Linked DNA regions of Capra hircus: region 2 is linked to region 1. Evidence: chromatin contacts called from public Hi-C data. All regions are on one chromosome and are shown on one strand. Each heading gives the region's core, a stretch centred on a gene start, on an enhancer-like site or on the middle of the called end of the contact. The rest is flanking DNA. Distances are from core to core; before and after follow the strand shown.

The links. A called contact is a pair of places that touch in the nucleus more often than the background predicts.
Region 2: a Hi-C map of liver shows a contact between it and region 1, with 4 times the contacts expected there. The contact joins the enhancer-like site here to the promoter of SH3PXD2A in region 1. A contact is called at or near these places in 3 of 5 Hi-C or Micro-C datasets (blood and liver).

Annotation. Positions count from the first base shown.
Region 1 is chr26:27,342,067-27,348,536 of ARS1.2, forward strand. It overlaps SH3PXD2A (SH3 and PX domain-containing protein 2A), which reads left to right and starts at 3,255. Exons shown (of 14, transcript XM_018041254.1): 1 at 3,255-3,799. The coding sequence starts at 3,728.
Region 2 is chr26:27,486,274-27,492,743 of ARS1.2, forward strand. The region is part of intron 5 of SH3PXD2A (SH3 and PX domain-containing protein 2A); the gene reads left to right. Among named protein-coding and RNA genes, the nearest start is that of SH3PXD2A, 140 kb to the left of the region's middle. Within about 2 kb of position 3,073, at least 3 of the 5 cell types and tissues checked have an H3K27ac peak or open chromatin away from gene starts, as enhancers often do.

The DNA of each region.
Region 1 (6,470 bases), core at 2,005-4,504:
GCTTCTCTAGCACGTCCAGAACACCTTGCAGTCCACAGAGGAAGAGTGGCCGAGTGCCGTTAAGAATCTTTTGACTGGGAACCCACGGGTTGTCTAGATTTTCTACCAGCAGCCCTCCCAGGTTCCTAGAGCCCAGCCCTTTCCTTGCAGAGCTCAGCACTGAGGGCCTATCCAGACATCCCTCCTACTCCCACAAGGAACAGGACTTGCTCAAGGCAGTGATGCCTGGTCTCCTCCTTTCCACAGCACTGGGCATCACTTTCAGATCTCCCAGGACACCTGCCCAGCATCCACAGTGATTTTTCTATCATGCTCTCTGATACAGAAGCCCATTGCCTGGTGTCAAGATCTCTCACGGTCTGGAGCCCCTACGCCCATCCTTCTCCTTGTTTCCTCTTCCTGTGTCTCAGCCCCTTCCCTGACTCTTCCCCAGGTGGACACTATCCTCCTGGCCCTCTGTGTGTTACCCGCAGGTTCAGGCTTCAGTGTCCTCACTCCACCTTTTCTTCTCCCCCATCATTCATTCAACAGATTCTCGTACAGTGACTACTAGTGTGGATAAGGTGAAGGTTTGCTACATGAGGAGTGCAAAGAAGTAGGCGATAACTTACCGTTAGTCCTGGGCACCAGGCACTCTCGGAAGAGATGAATGTGTTATGGACAAATACGCACAAGTCACACAGCTTGGGGCAAGTGCAGCTGGCCGGGGACTTCAGAAGAGGCAGAGTATTCCAAGGTATTCTAAACTCTGCCCATAGAGAGTTTAGAGACCATACAGAGTCCCTACAACACAGACAGTTTCCTCTAGGAAGTTCTCCTGGATTATTCCAGGCCTCCATTTTCTGGAATCCTAAAGGGCATTTCAAATAGAAGGGGAAAAGAGTGGAAGCAGAAACAAATTTTACTTTCTTGGGCTCCAAAAATCACTGTGGACAGTGACTACAGCCTCAAGAGTAAAAGACGCTTGCTCCTTGAAGGAAAGCTATGACAAACCTAGACAGCATAGTAAAAAGTAGAGACATCACTCTGACAAAGGTCCGTCTAGTCAAAGCTATGGTTTTCCTAGTAGTCATGTACGGATGTGAGAATTGGACCTTAAAGAAGGCTGAGCACCGAAGAATTGATGCTTTTGATCTGTGGTACTGGAGAAGTCTCTTGAGAGTCTCTTAGAAGCAAGTCAATCCTAAAGGAAAACAACCTTGAATACTCACTGGAAGGACTGATGCTGAGGCTGAAGTTCCAATACCTTGGCCACCTAATGCAAAGAGCTGACTCATCGGAAAAGACTGTGATGCTAGGAAAGACTGAAGGCAAAAGGAGAAGGGGTAGCAAGGGATGAGATGTTTAGATAGCATCACTGACTCAGTGGACATGAATCTGAGCAAACTCCGGGAGATAGGGGAGGACAGGGGAGCCTGGCATGCTGCAGTCCATGGGGTCACAAAGAGTCGGACATGACTCAGCAACTGAACAACAACAATAACGGACATTCCCAGGTGGCTCAGAGGTAAGAATCTGCCTGCCAAGCAGGAGATGCAGGTTCGATCCCTAAGTCAGTAAGATCCCCTAGAGAAGGAAATGGCAACCCAGTATCCCAGTATTCTTGCTGGGATAATCCCATGGACAGAGAAGCTTGGCAGGCTACAGTCTGTGGGATCACAAAGAGTCGGACACAACTGAGCATGCAATGGACCTTTTATTACATACTGTCTTAATGGTGTCCCTATTTCTCAAGTGTACTTTCTTCTCTTTGAGGGAAGGGACAAGCATTTGTCAATTGGATTCAGTTTTCAGTTCCACAAACATCACCTGAATTATCTCACTTTCTTTTGTTTTTTAATGCCCTGTAAAGGAGCACAGAATAAGTGCTCAATCAAGCCTAAACTTCTAGAATTTTAGAGAAGAAATTAAAAAAATATATATTTTTAAATGTCAATATCCATACATGCTAATTATGAAAAACAAAACAAAACAAACCCTCAAAATTGTCTCCAAAGGAGTAACTCCTGCTAGGAGTTTGGAATGTATGTAGGGAGAAATCTTAAAAGACCATCAAGTTCAGCACCCCCATTTCACAGAAAACTTTAAAATGACTCTGTGGTATTAAGTGATTTGCTCTAGGTCAACTAATTAGACAGCAGCATCGTTTGGTGTCCTAGCACCCTTCGAGAAAGCTGGAAGGACAATAGGCTACTCTGTACCAAGCAATTGTGTGAACAGTCTTAGAACTTAGATCTACATGAGTTCTGACAGTACAGAGAAAAAAGTATTAACACAATTAGAACTCTTGGCCTCCATTTCAGATGCTTGGCATTGCTCCACGTCACAAAGTTTATTGTGATTGTGAACAATAGGATTAATTGTGAAGACACTACTTTAAATATTTGAAATTAGAATGGAAAAATGCTGGAAACAGATGGGGGGGAGGGTTGGGGTGTAAATTGAATTAAATAGTAATTGCGTCCCAAGTCCAGGGATGGACAAGTGATTTGAACAGTCGGTTTTCTAAACCAGAGGGAGAGGCGGTGAGAAAGTCAGAGCCTGGGGCCAGCGATGAGCTAGTCCCCAACCCAATGGTGGATTTTCCCTTTCCTCCTCCCCGACCTGGAGGAGAGGGTCCCAGGGAAGCCTTAGGCTTAAAGGCAGGAGTGTTATCTTCTTGTAACCTCACTGGTAAATGATATCACAGATTGGTTATCCAGGCTCAGATCGATAAGCGACTCAGGCAGCGGATAGATCACATTTCCGGGGAGAATTTTACCCTTTGTGATCCGCAGGGGGGCAGGTGGTTTTTCAAAAGAGGCTCTGGCTTGAAAGATTTAATGCCGCCTGCTTCCCCAGTCCTGACTCCAGCTCGGAGGGCCTGAGCGAAAACAGTGGGGTAATAAACTGCTTTTCATGAAAGAGCTCTAGGGGATAGGGGTGGGAGGGGGCCGTAAAGCTGGGGGCCCAAAGGCACAAATCCGCTCCCAGACCGAAAGCCAGGGCGGGGGCGCGCTCGGTTCATTCCCCCTCGCCCCTCCTCCCTCCGAAGCCACCCCGAGTTTCTGTGCCTGGCGAAGTCGCCCAGCGCCGCGCCAGGCCGCTGGCCGCGCTCTCTGCGCGGTGGGGGCGCGCGGGCCCGCTCCGGCCTCTCCGGCCGGGCTGCAGCCCCCCTCCCCGTCGCCCCGAGCCCCTCCCCCGGGCCCGGAGCCCCTCCCCGCGCGCTTCCCCTCTCTCCCCTCCCTTCCCTTCTCTGCCTGCCCGGCCCTGCCTCCGCCTCCTGCGCCCGCAGCCTCCGTCAGCGCCGAGCCCCCCGGAGCCGGAGCGCAGAGAAGGGGCGCTGCCGGCCCCTCCCCAGCGCGCTGACAGCGGGCTCCGGGGCCCCCGCCCCGTCCCCTCGCCGGCGGGACACACCCCCGCCCCTCCTCTGCTCCGCCAGTTCCCGCCGGACCCACCGGGCGGCGGAGAGAGCGGGCGGGCGAGCCGGAGAGCTGCGGCGGCGCGGGAGGGAAGGGGAGCGCGGCAGGCCCACGGGGAGCCGCCCGGGCGCACGGAGCCCGCGTGCCCTCTGAACAGCCCCCGCCCAGCGGCTGTACCTGTGGGCTTGGGGAGCCCGGGCAGCGGCGCGCCGGCCCGAGGTAGCTGGGGAGACCCGGGGACCCGGGAAGCGGGACAAGGAGCCGGGGCCGGACCGGGATGAGAAGGTGACGCCGCCGGGGGGCGCCACTCGCTTTGTGGGGGGAAGATGCTCGCCTACTGCGTGCAAGATGCCACCGTGGTGGACGTGGAGAAACGGAGGAACCCCTCCAAGCACTATGTGAGTACGCCCCCACGACCCCTGCGGGAGGCTGGCCAGGAACCCCCTGAGGGCCCCTGGGTGGCCCCTCAGCCCTCTCCTTGTTAAGTCCCGGAGCTGAGCGCCTACAGGGCAGCCTTTGGCGGTGGAGTCTCTTCGCCGGGCTGTGATCTCCAGGGAAGCCTTTTCTGACCTTCCTCCACTTCTCCCCTCCACTCCCCCGCCCCACGCCCGTTTTCTTTTTTTGGCATTGGAATTGGCAAGTGGCTGCCCTTGTCTGTTACAACGGTGAAGTCATCTGTCCGCCTGAGCTTTGATGGATGGTGGGGGGAACGTTCTTCAAACCCTTGCTGGGAAGCTCCGTTGGGAAAGAGCATCTTCCCGGCCCTCCCTGGGGGCTCGGGTCGCTCAGGCGCACGCAGACCGAGATGCTTTCAGAGGTTTACCCTGGGGACGGACGCCTCGCACGAGCCTCCTACTTGTGCCCTGGTCTCTGTCTCCCCAGGCTTGGGTCTGGGGGGCCGAGAGAAGCCGCCGCGCCCCTGCCCTACCTCCACCCTCAGCCCTGAGCTTTGATTTCCTTCTTAAAGCCCTCCTGTCGGTCGGTGTGAGGAAAATTGTGGCTTTTCCTTTTATCCCTCCTCTGGACGTGACCCTTAACCGGGGTTCATTTCCTCTTAAGTGATGCTCGGTCTCCGACACGAGGAGGGAAATGTTTGCTGTGGTCTCCGAGGAGGAGCCGGCTGCCCCTCCCCCTGCCTTCCCAGACTTAATGAGAAGGGGCTAAGGTTGACCGAGCCGAGCTGGGGGCCAGTAGGACGCGACGCCCTTTCATCTCAGCCCATCCCGTCTTCCCATCTTTCCCACCTTAGGCAGTAAATGGTGTCCCTGGCTCCCGAGGCTGCCAGTCCTAGCCGCTTTGCTCCTGTTCTTGAGACGGAAGAGACAGACAGCAAGGACTGCATCTTATTTGCAAATTAGGCATTTAAAGGAGCATTTAGAATGCTCAAAGCATTAATTTTCACAATTAAAACAGGCTGTGGGTTGCTGCCCTAGACAGCACATTGATCTCTGCCTTTTATTTCCTTGTTGGAAGGGGACTGGATTTGTGCTAATGTCAGCCTCAGGCTACTCTTTCTGTCTTTATCCCCAATAGCTCTGATCTTCGGGTTTCTTTTTAGTGGAATAAATTAGCTTGGGCTCAGGTTGGGGAGGAGGTAAACCAAGGAGTCTGGTTCCTGAGGGGACGGAAAGGTGGATGCTGGTGGGAGGGTTCGTCCTTTTGTGTCACTGGCCCAGCAGGCATCTCCCCCTGCCCTTTTGAGAAAGCTGTCTTTGGAGGAGTTGGGTTCCCGTGTGGTCGCCCTCCTCTGAGGCAGATGTCCATCGGCATATCCCAGCCCTTATTATGAAGTCAGCCTTCCTAACTTCTTTTCTTGAACGTTGCAGTTTTAGGGCTTCTTTTCTAGTCCTCAGATAAGGTAGGCACTGCTTTCAACAGATGGCACTCTCTGTGGATCTTAGGTGAAACATCAAAGCTTAGCTTTGACCAGTGATGTCCAAGGTTACAGATGTAGAACACACCAGCCAGGAGCATTGCTAAAGGGACGAGGGGCCCCCTGCGAACAGTGTTGAGAGGTGGTTAGTGCTGAGGCTTTGAGTGAGAGGCTCTCGTTCAAAGCTAGGCTCAGACACTGAGTAGCTATGCAACTTTGGGCAACTTACTGAACCTCCATGTACCTGTTTCCTCATTTTTCAAATGAGGATAATAGTAGTATCTACTTCATAGGATTGTCTGGAGAATTAAATGAGATCATCCATGCAAAGCACTTAGTGCGGTCCTGGCACATAAGGCACTCATTAGATGGTAGCTTATGATTGGCATGATTCTGACTAAGAAAGCACTTTTGAAAAGCAGCTATTAATGGTCTGGCAAGAAGGAAGAAAGATTTGGGGTTTTAAGATTGCTAATAACTTGTTCTCTGTGAAAAATACAAAAAAAAAAAGTCCTGTCCAATTCCATTGACATGATCATTTCCTCCCTTTTCACGGACAGTGTTTTCTGGGATGTGTCCGCTTCCCGTGTTAAGAATCGATGATGCTATGTGTGGGCCGGGAGTGATGTCACTGAGCAGACGGGGCATGCAGAGCCCTGAACGCAGGTTGTGGAAAACAGCTAAAGGAGACACTGTTGTGTGTTACGGAACTGTGGAGCTGGCAGGGACCTGAGGACTCATGAGACTCCACCCCTCATTTTACAGATGAGGAAACTGAGAACCGGTTGGGGTAGAGTTGCTTGTGACACAGCGAGTCACAGCACCTGGGTCTAACTGGCCTTCTGCCCATCACGTGGCTTGGGTTCATCTAAGTGCCCTGGAAGGCTGGTTGGGGTTGATGAGGAAAGCAAATATCTGGTCATAGCAAGAGGTTCCTGCACGTGTGGGGCATTAATGCATCAGCAGAGGGGGCTGATAGTAGGATGTGTCGACGGGGCCAACAGGGCAGGAGGAGCCAGGCGGGGAGGCAGCGCCTCTGAAGCCTAGGGTCGCCTCCTCCCTTGGCCTCTGCAAGGCCAACACCACACACCAGAAGGTCAAGTGTTCCGGCCAAGGCACTTTGGTGTGGGTAGCTGGCAGGACACACTGCGCCCATGTCATGTATGTCCTGCAAGCCCTTCTGTACTGTAGAAGCT
Region 2 (6,470 bases), core at 1,823-4,322, 140 kb after region 1:
GGACAGGCATGAGACTTGAACTAAAATCTTTTGATTCTTCATGGTTCCGAGATGGTCTATGTTCCATGCTGGGGAGAAATAGGGAACCAAGCGGGTCTTTTTTCTTCTCTGGAAGCAGGATACCCTGGGCCAGGTGGTCAAGATGACCCACTAGGTCATGCTGGAATCTCACACACATGCCCAGACTCCATCCTAGGCCACAGCATTCCCGGGTCCACCTGGCCCCACCACTCCCCGGTTGTGCTGGCCTCCCACCACTCCCCGGTTGTGCTGGCCTCTCAGAGCCTCTTGTTCTCCTTCCTCCCATGGGGAGAGAGGAGATGTCCCTCCCCAGGTGGGTTGATCCTTGGAGTCACAGATGATCGTGTGCCCAGGGGGATTGTCACTGGATGGGTGAAGTAGTAGGTGCATTGCCATAAAATCAGCTGACCCTGCCTTCGATTGGTGACCCTACACCCACTCTCCGGCAGTCAGCTAAATAAGTTGGTCTTATTTCCCCTGTAGACTAATGGCAGGGCCAACATGGCCCTTCTCAGAGTCCTACTCTTTGCAACCCCATGGACTGTAGCCCTCCAGGCTCCTCTCTCCACAGGATTCTCCAGGCAAGAATAATGGAGTGTGTTGCCACGCCCTCCTCCAGGGGATCTTCCCAACCCAGGGATCAAACCTGCGTCTCCTGTAACTCCTGCATTACAGCTGGATTCTTTACCACTGAGCCACCAGGGAAATGGACCAATGGTAGTAGGTTAGCCTTTTGCCCATCCCTGGAAGGCCCTCAAGGAATGGTGGAAACCAGGCTTAGGGAGACAGTTAGGTGTTGGTGAGGCCACAGGCGTGGCTTTGCAGGGCAGGCTGTGGGGTCCATACCCACCACTCAAATCTCTGTGATCTCAGATCATTTGCCCAGCCTCTCTGTGTTTCTATCCCTGAAAAGCAGGAATGCCAGACTCCTGGGGCAGTCCAGGGGCTTACTGAGAGGACACGTGTACTGAGATAACCCGGCCAGTGCTACTGGCCCATTGGATGGGAGGTTGTGGAACAGAATGGAACGTGGCTCCTTGCGCACTCCACCTGTGCAGATCACAGCCTGGCTTTTGCAGGGAGGAGTCATAAAGCAATTTAGTCTCCAAGTTTCCATGGCAACAGGGGTTATCTGCCTCTTCTTGATGTGGTACCGGCCACCTGGGCCAGTTCACATCTCGTCTGGCAAGAGAGGGCCTGGAAACAGAACCACTCCAGCGTGACACAGGCCTGAGGGTCAGGAGGTGGGTTTGGCTGTGGCCCCAGAGTTCCAAAGGTTTCCTCCACCCTGGCCCCTCTCGGCCTCCAGGACCTGCGTAGAGAGACCTGTGTTCCGTGCAGAGTGTAGCTCAGACCCAAGGGGGACCCGCGCTGACGATCTGCCAGCCAAGTGCTTGCATCCCTCCCTCTCAGGACTGCATGCACTGTCCCAGACCACCACACACCTCCCCCCTCCATCCTGAAACATAAACACGAGATCAAGTAACAGCGTATTTTGACTCTGGGGCGACTGTGGAGTGGCTTATCAAATTATCAAAGCCTGTGGATTTAATTGGAATTTTGCAGATAACCCCGGCCTCTTTCAAGTGTGCTGCTGCGGGACCTCAGCGCTCAGGGGGCTGGGGTGGGGGACTGTGGCCCTTTCCATCTTGTGAGGAAGACAAGGTTGCAAAACAGCCCAGCTAGGTGGGGGAGGTGGGCAACAGGCCCCAGCCCCTCGGCTTTGATCCCAGGCCGCTCGCTGGCTTCCGTGGGTGGAGAGTGGGGCCCACCTCTGGGCTGCCAGCCTTTGCTGTAGACCATGGGCCCCGCACAGAAAGGGGGTTCTTTATAGAGATGTTTGGTGAGCCTGGCACGGGTGGCCATGGTGGTTCTGCCTTCTTATGTGGCTGCTTAAGAATGCAAAGGTTGCTCCAGTGCCCTGCCCTCCTCTCCTCGAACTACTGGCTAGCGGGTCCTTCAGCAGCACTGACCTCTTCCGGAGGGCTCTGACTCAGGCCCCAGATCCTGGCATTATTCTGGATTCACACCCCTGCAACCAACCCGTCACCACATCCTTCAGGCACCACCTTCGGCATACACCCAAACTCTGACCGCATCTCACCGTCTCCCCAGCTGCTACCCTGGGGGCAGGGAGGGGCAAGCCTTACCTCCCCTGGATTCTGGCCTGACTGTTCTCTTGTTTCTGCCTTTGCCTTCCATGGTCCATTTTCAACACAGAGGATGGAATGACCACTTAAAAATGTACATCAGATCATGTCCCTCTTCTGTCACTTTCCTCCACGCCTCTGGTGTTGCTCAGAGTCAAGGCCCTTCCGCCTGCTCCCCCCTTGCCCCTGGTGGCACCTGCTGCCTCTGCCAGCTGGCTCGGCTCCAGCCACACCTCCTGCCCCTTCTCACACCCTCCAGCCATGTTCTGCCATGGGGGCTTCACACTGGCACTCCCCTCCACCTGGAATACTCAGCCCCTCCCCAGGAGAGCCCCCAGCCTGGTCCCACACCTCCTTGCAATATTGACTCAAACAGCTGCCCAGCAAGGCCACTCCTGGCTTTCCTGCCTAAAATCCCCAGCACTGGCTTCCCTGTCCTGACTTCATCTTCCTGCAGGGAACGTTATCACTGCCTCCCACATGCCCTGCTCCCTCCCCGCGTTATTGTCAGGCTGGTAGAGCAGGACCAGATCACGGTATCGCCAGTGCCCAGAGCAGGTGTGCAGGAGACGTGCAGGACAGGTGAGTGGTGTCACTCAGGCTCCGTGTTAGTCCCCCACGGGCGGCAGGCTGTGACGTGACTGCACGGAGAGCTGCCGTGGCTCCCTGAAGGTCACCCAGCTGGCAGGGGGGCTGGCAAGAGAAGCTGGGGGTGCCGTGACCCCCTCTCCTGTGTGGATTCTGGGGCAGCCGCGTAGCTGGCTTGGGTGGGGAGAGGCCCTGGTCACCAGATCCAGAAGGAGGGGGAGAAGGACACACCCCTAGAACGCAAGGGGATTCAGCTCAGGGCGAGTCCTGGGTGGACTCTGACATCCAGGTGAGCCTGGCCCCAGGCAGGCCACACCCCAGGACCTAAGATGACCCACTGGGCTGTGCACGTGGCCACCCGGGCCTGGGGCCACATCTGCCGGCTCAGCTGTCCCTGGCTTAGCCATGTTTGAGCACCCAAGACCCCTGTGCTGAGCCAGTGGGCCAGGGAGGCAGGCGTCCTCCGGCCTGGCTTCCCCGGGGAGCCTCCGGGCAGCCAGTCCCTCAGCTCTGATTCCCGTGGTGTCAGTGATGGAAACGGGAGTCCAGGCTGCCGGGCTGGACTCCCAACCCAGTCAACCACGTGACCCTGCAAAGACCTCTTTTTGTTCAAGTTTCGATTCCCATTACTGAAACAGCGAACCTAAGGTTCTCAAAGGGCCGCCTAGCGGCGATGTCCTCAGACTCCAGCATGTTGCATATCCCTCAGAGAATGGGGGTGGGAGGGGGACAGCCCCATGAGGCCCGAGGGCCTGAGACCAGCCTTCCCATCTCTCCCACCTCCTGGCCCACAGGCCCCGCCCTCATCCTTAGCTGCCCACACAGGGGTGCAGCCTGCCGTCCCAGCCCCCAAGCCCAGGCCCAGCCTCCCCCTCGGCATAGGGCACTCTCGACCCCTCTCCCCACCCACCCCAGCCCCAGTCCTTCTCAGCCCTCAGACATTCCAGGAAGCCCCCTGCTCCCCAGCAAAAGCCCGTAGCCCTTGGCTGTGGCACCAGCCACACCACGTTGTTTATGGTCTCTCCCCGCCACGGGGACCCACATTCTCTGGCTGCCCACCCCCACCCTCCGCAGGGCCTGGCCCCTGGTAAATGTTGACTGAACCCAGGTCAGGACTGATTAACAAGGTTAAAACTTGTACTGCCCACTGTCCAGGTTGCAGAGTGAGCAGCACTCCCCAACCCTCTGGAGCTGGGAGGTCTGGTTTCCCTGGCCCCTCTGTGCCTCAGTTTCCTTATCTGTCCAGTGTGAGTAATGACAGTGCCTGCCCCCAAGGGCCTTGGGGAGGATGGCACATGGAAAGTGCCAGAACAGGGCTGGCACCACCCAAGGCCAGGCTCACCCTTGTCATGGTGGTAGCCCTGGGTCAGGGGGAACTGCAGCAAGAGAATTGCCCCCCACCCCCAGAACAGGTCTGCCACTTGTAGGGGTGAGGCCTCCTCTTCCTCTGACAGTGGTGGCCCTCTGTGCTCAGCCTGAGCCTGTGGGCAGGTGGCATGCACACGTTTGGCCCCCATGTCACAGAGAGAACAGAGGCCAGGGCTGGGGCCCCCTCTTGTCACCTCCCACTCATGGGCCTGCTGCCAGCCCATCGGCCTAGGAGCCCTTAGGAACCCCCATATCCCAGCGGCACACAGTGGGCTCACACAGTGACTGAGGGTCTTCTTGTCCCTGCCACCCATCTCACTTCTAGGCTTGGTCCTGTCCCCTTAGCCCTTTTTCTACTGCTGAAGCCAGCAAGACCCTGGTTAAATTCTTGAGATTGCATGGGAGGAACAGGGCCTTGCTAAACAGGTTTTTGTTCCTCAGCCCCAGGGCCACAGAGCCACCCTCTGTTGTGGCCTGAAACAATGGCCCAATGTTCAGAGGGACCTTCCGTCCCTGCCCCAGCCTGTCCCAGTGGCTGGCCTCCATCTGGTCCGGGGTCCACCCCCCTGCCACCGCCGCATGTCCCTGGCCCTGCAGGCTGGCAAGGCAGGGAGCCTGTCCTACTTGGTCTGGGCCGCGTGCTAGGTTGGGGTCTGGGCCCTGGCCTCGTGAAGGTGGCCCAGGTGCTGAAGTGGAGGGTGCTGAGCGAGGCTTCCAGAGTTGGAGGCCCTGGGCAGAGGACAGAGCCACTCCGGGGCTGCGGTGGTGTGAGTAAAGACCCCAGAAAAGGCCTCCCAGCCTCCCTCTCCATTCCGAAGGGGATGGAGGCTGGGCTGCCTCCTCGGGGAAAAGCAGTGTCCAGGGCAGAGGGGGCTTTGCCAGCCCTGCCTCAGGACCCAGCAGGAAGATGGAGCATGGGGGTGGCCGAGCAGCCAGGATAGCCCTGTGAATGGGGGGAGCCTCTTCCAGGAGCCCCCACTACCTCAATCCTGGTCAAACTCTAGATCAGCCTTGCTTGGGAGCCTGACTCCCGATCTTAGGATCCAGGCTTCCGCTGAGACCACTGTGACCTTCTCCATAGTCAAACCTACCTGCTTGGTGCTAGGAGAAGGAAATAGAAGATGTGTTTATGGAGCGTTTGGGCTTCCCAGGTGGCGCTAATGGTAAAGAACCTCCCTGCCAATGCAGGAGACATGAGAGACACAGGTTTGAACCCCAGATTGGGAAGATCCCGAGGAGGTGAGCATGGCAGCCCCCTCCAGTATTCTTGCCTGGAGAATCCCTTGGACAGAGGAGCCTGGCAGTACGGTCCATGGGTCACCAAGAGTCAGACACGGCTGAAGCCACTGAGCGCACACACCTGGGGCGCTTGGTACGTGCTGAGTCAGGTTACCCTTTTCTTCCCTCCCTTCCTGCTCCCTGGGAGCAAACAGAAGGTCCTGGGGAGAGCCCTGGAGAGCACCTCTTCCTCAGCCTTCACCCCCAGGTGTTCACTGAGCACCTACTATGTGCCAGGGACCAGGCAGGCTGACAAACTCAGGGCTCAAGGCTACCACTAGGTGAAAATTTTGAATTGAGTTAAACTAACTCGGAGACAACAGCCAGAACACCAGCTCTGCCTGTGGCCTTGAATGAGTCCCTTCACCTCTCAGATCTCTGTAAACGAGGCCAGGACCCTCTTGGGACGACAGCCGTGAGGTTCATGGGCTCTGATGCCTTAGGGGTGCCTGGCGTCACAGATGCTCTGTCCACGGGAACTTTTGCTTCTTCTCCCCCTTCCCTCTTCACCCCTCCTGGGTGTGCAGTGGCTGCTCAGAGAAGATTAGAGGACTCCTGCTGAAGGCGGGAGCTGGGCTGGCTTCTCCCGAGCACCTTTTAGCTCCGGGAGTTCTCTCCAAGGTTCGTGCCGACCGTGAAGTGAGGCTGCCCCTCCACCACCAGGCCCCCCGTGGCTACCAGGACCTCTGGGGCACCCATGCTCTTGACGCTCCCTAAGGGACGAGTGGCTTAGGGGTTAGAGTGGGTAGTCCACCCACCAGTGCCCAGCTCTGCTGAGTCCTGGTCAGACCCCCAGCAGTGGGACAGCCCCCATCTGGCTGGGGACACGGGCCACTCTGTCCTCCCAGCCTCTCTGCCACTGGCAGCTGCACAGACAGCCTGTTAATGTTGATGGGCGAGAGGGCCAGCTGGAACGGGACTGTGGGTCCCCAGGAGGCCATGGGCTGGAACAGCACAGAACTTTGTGTGAGGAGCCCCTGCCCAAGCCCCGCCTTTAACCTGGGTGGGCAGGTGGGAGGAAGAGGCCCGCGGGAAGTTGTGTCCAGCCCACTTGAAAGGGGCATC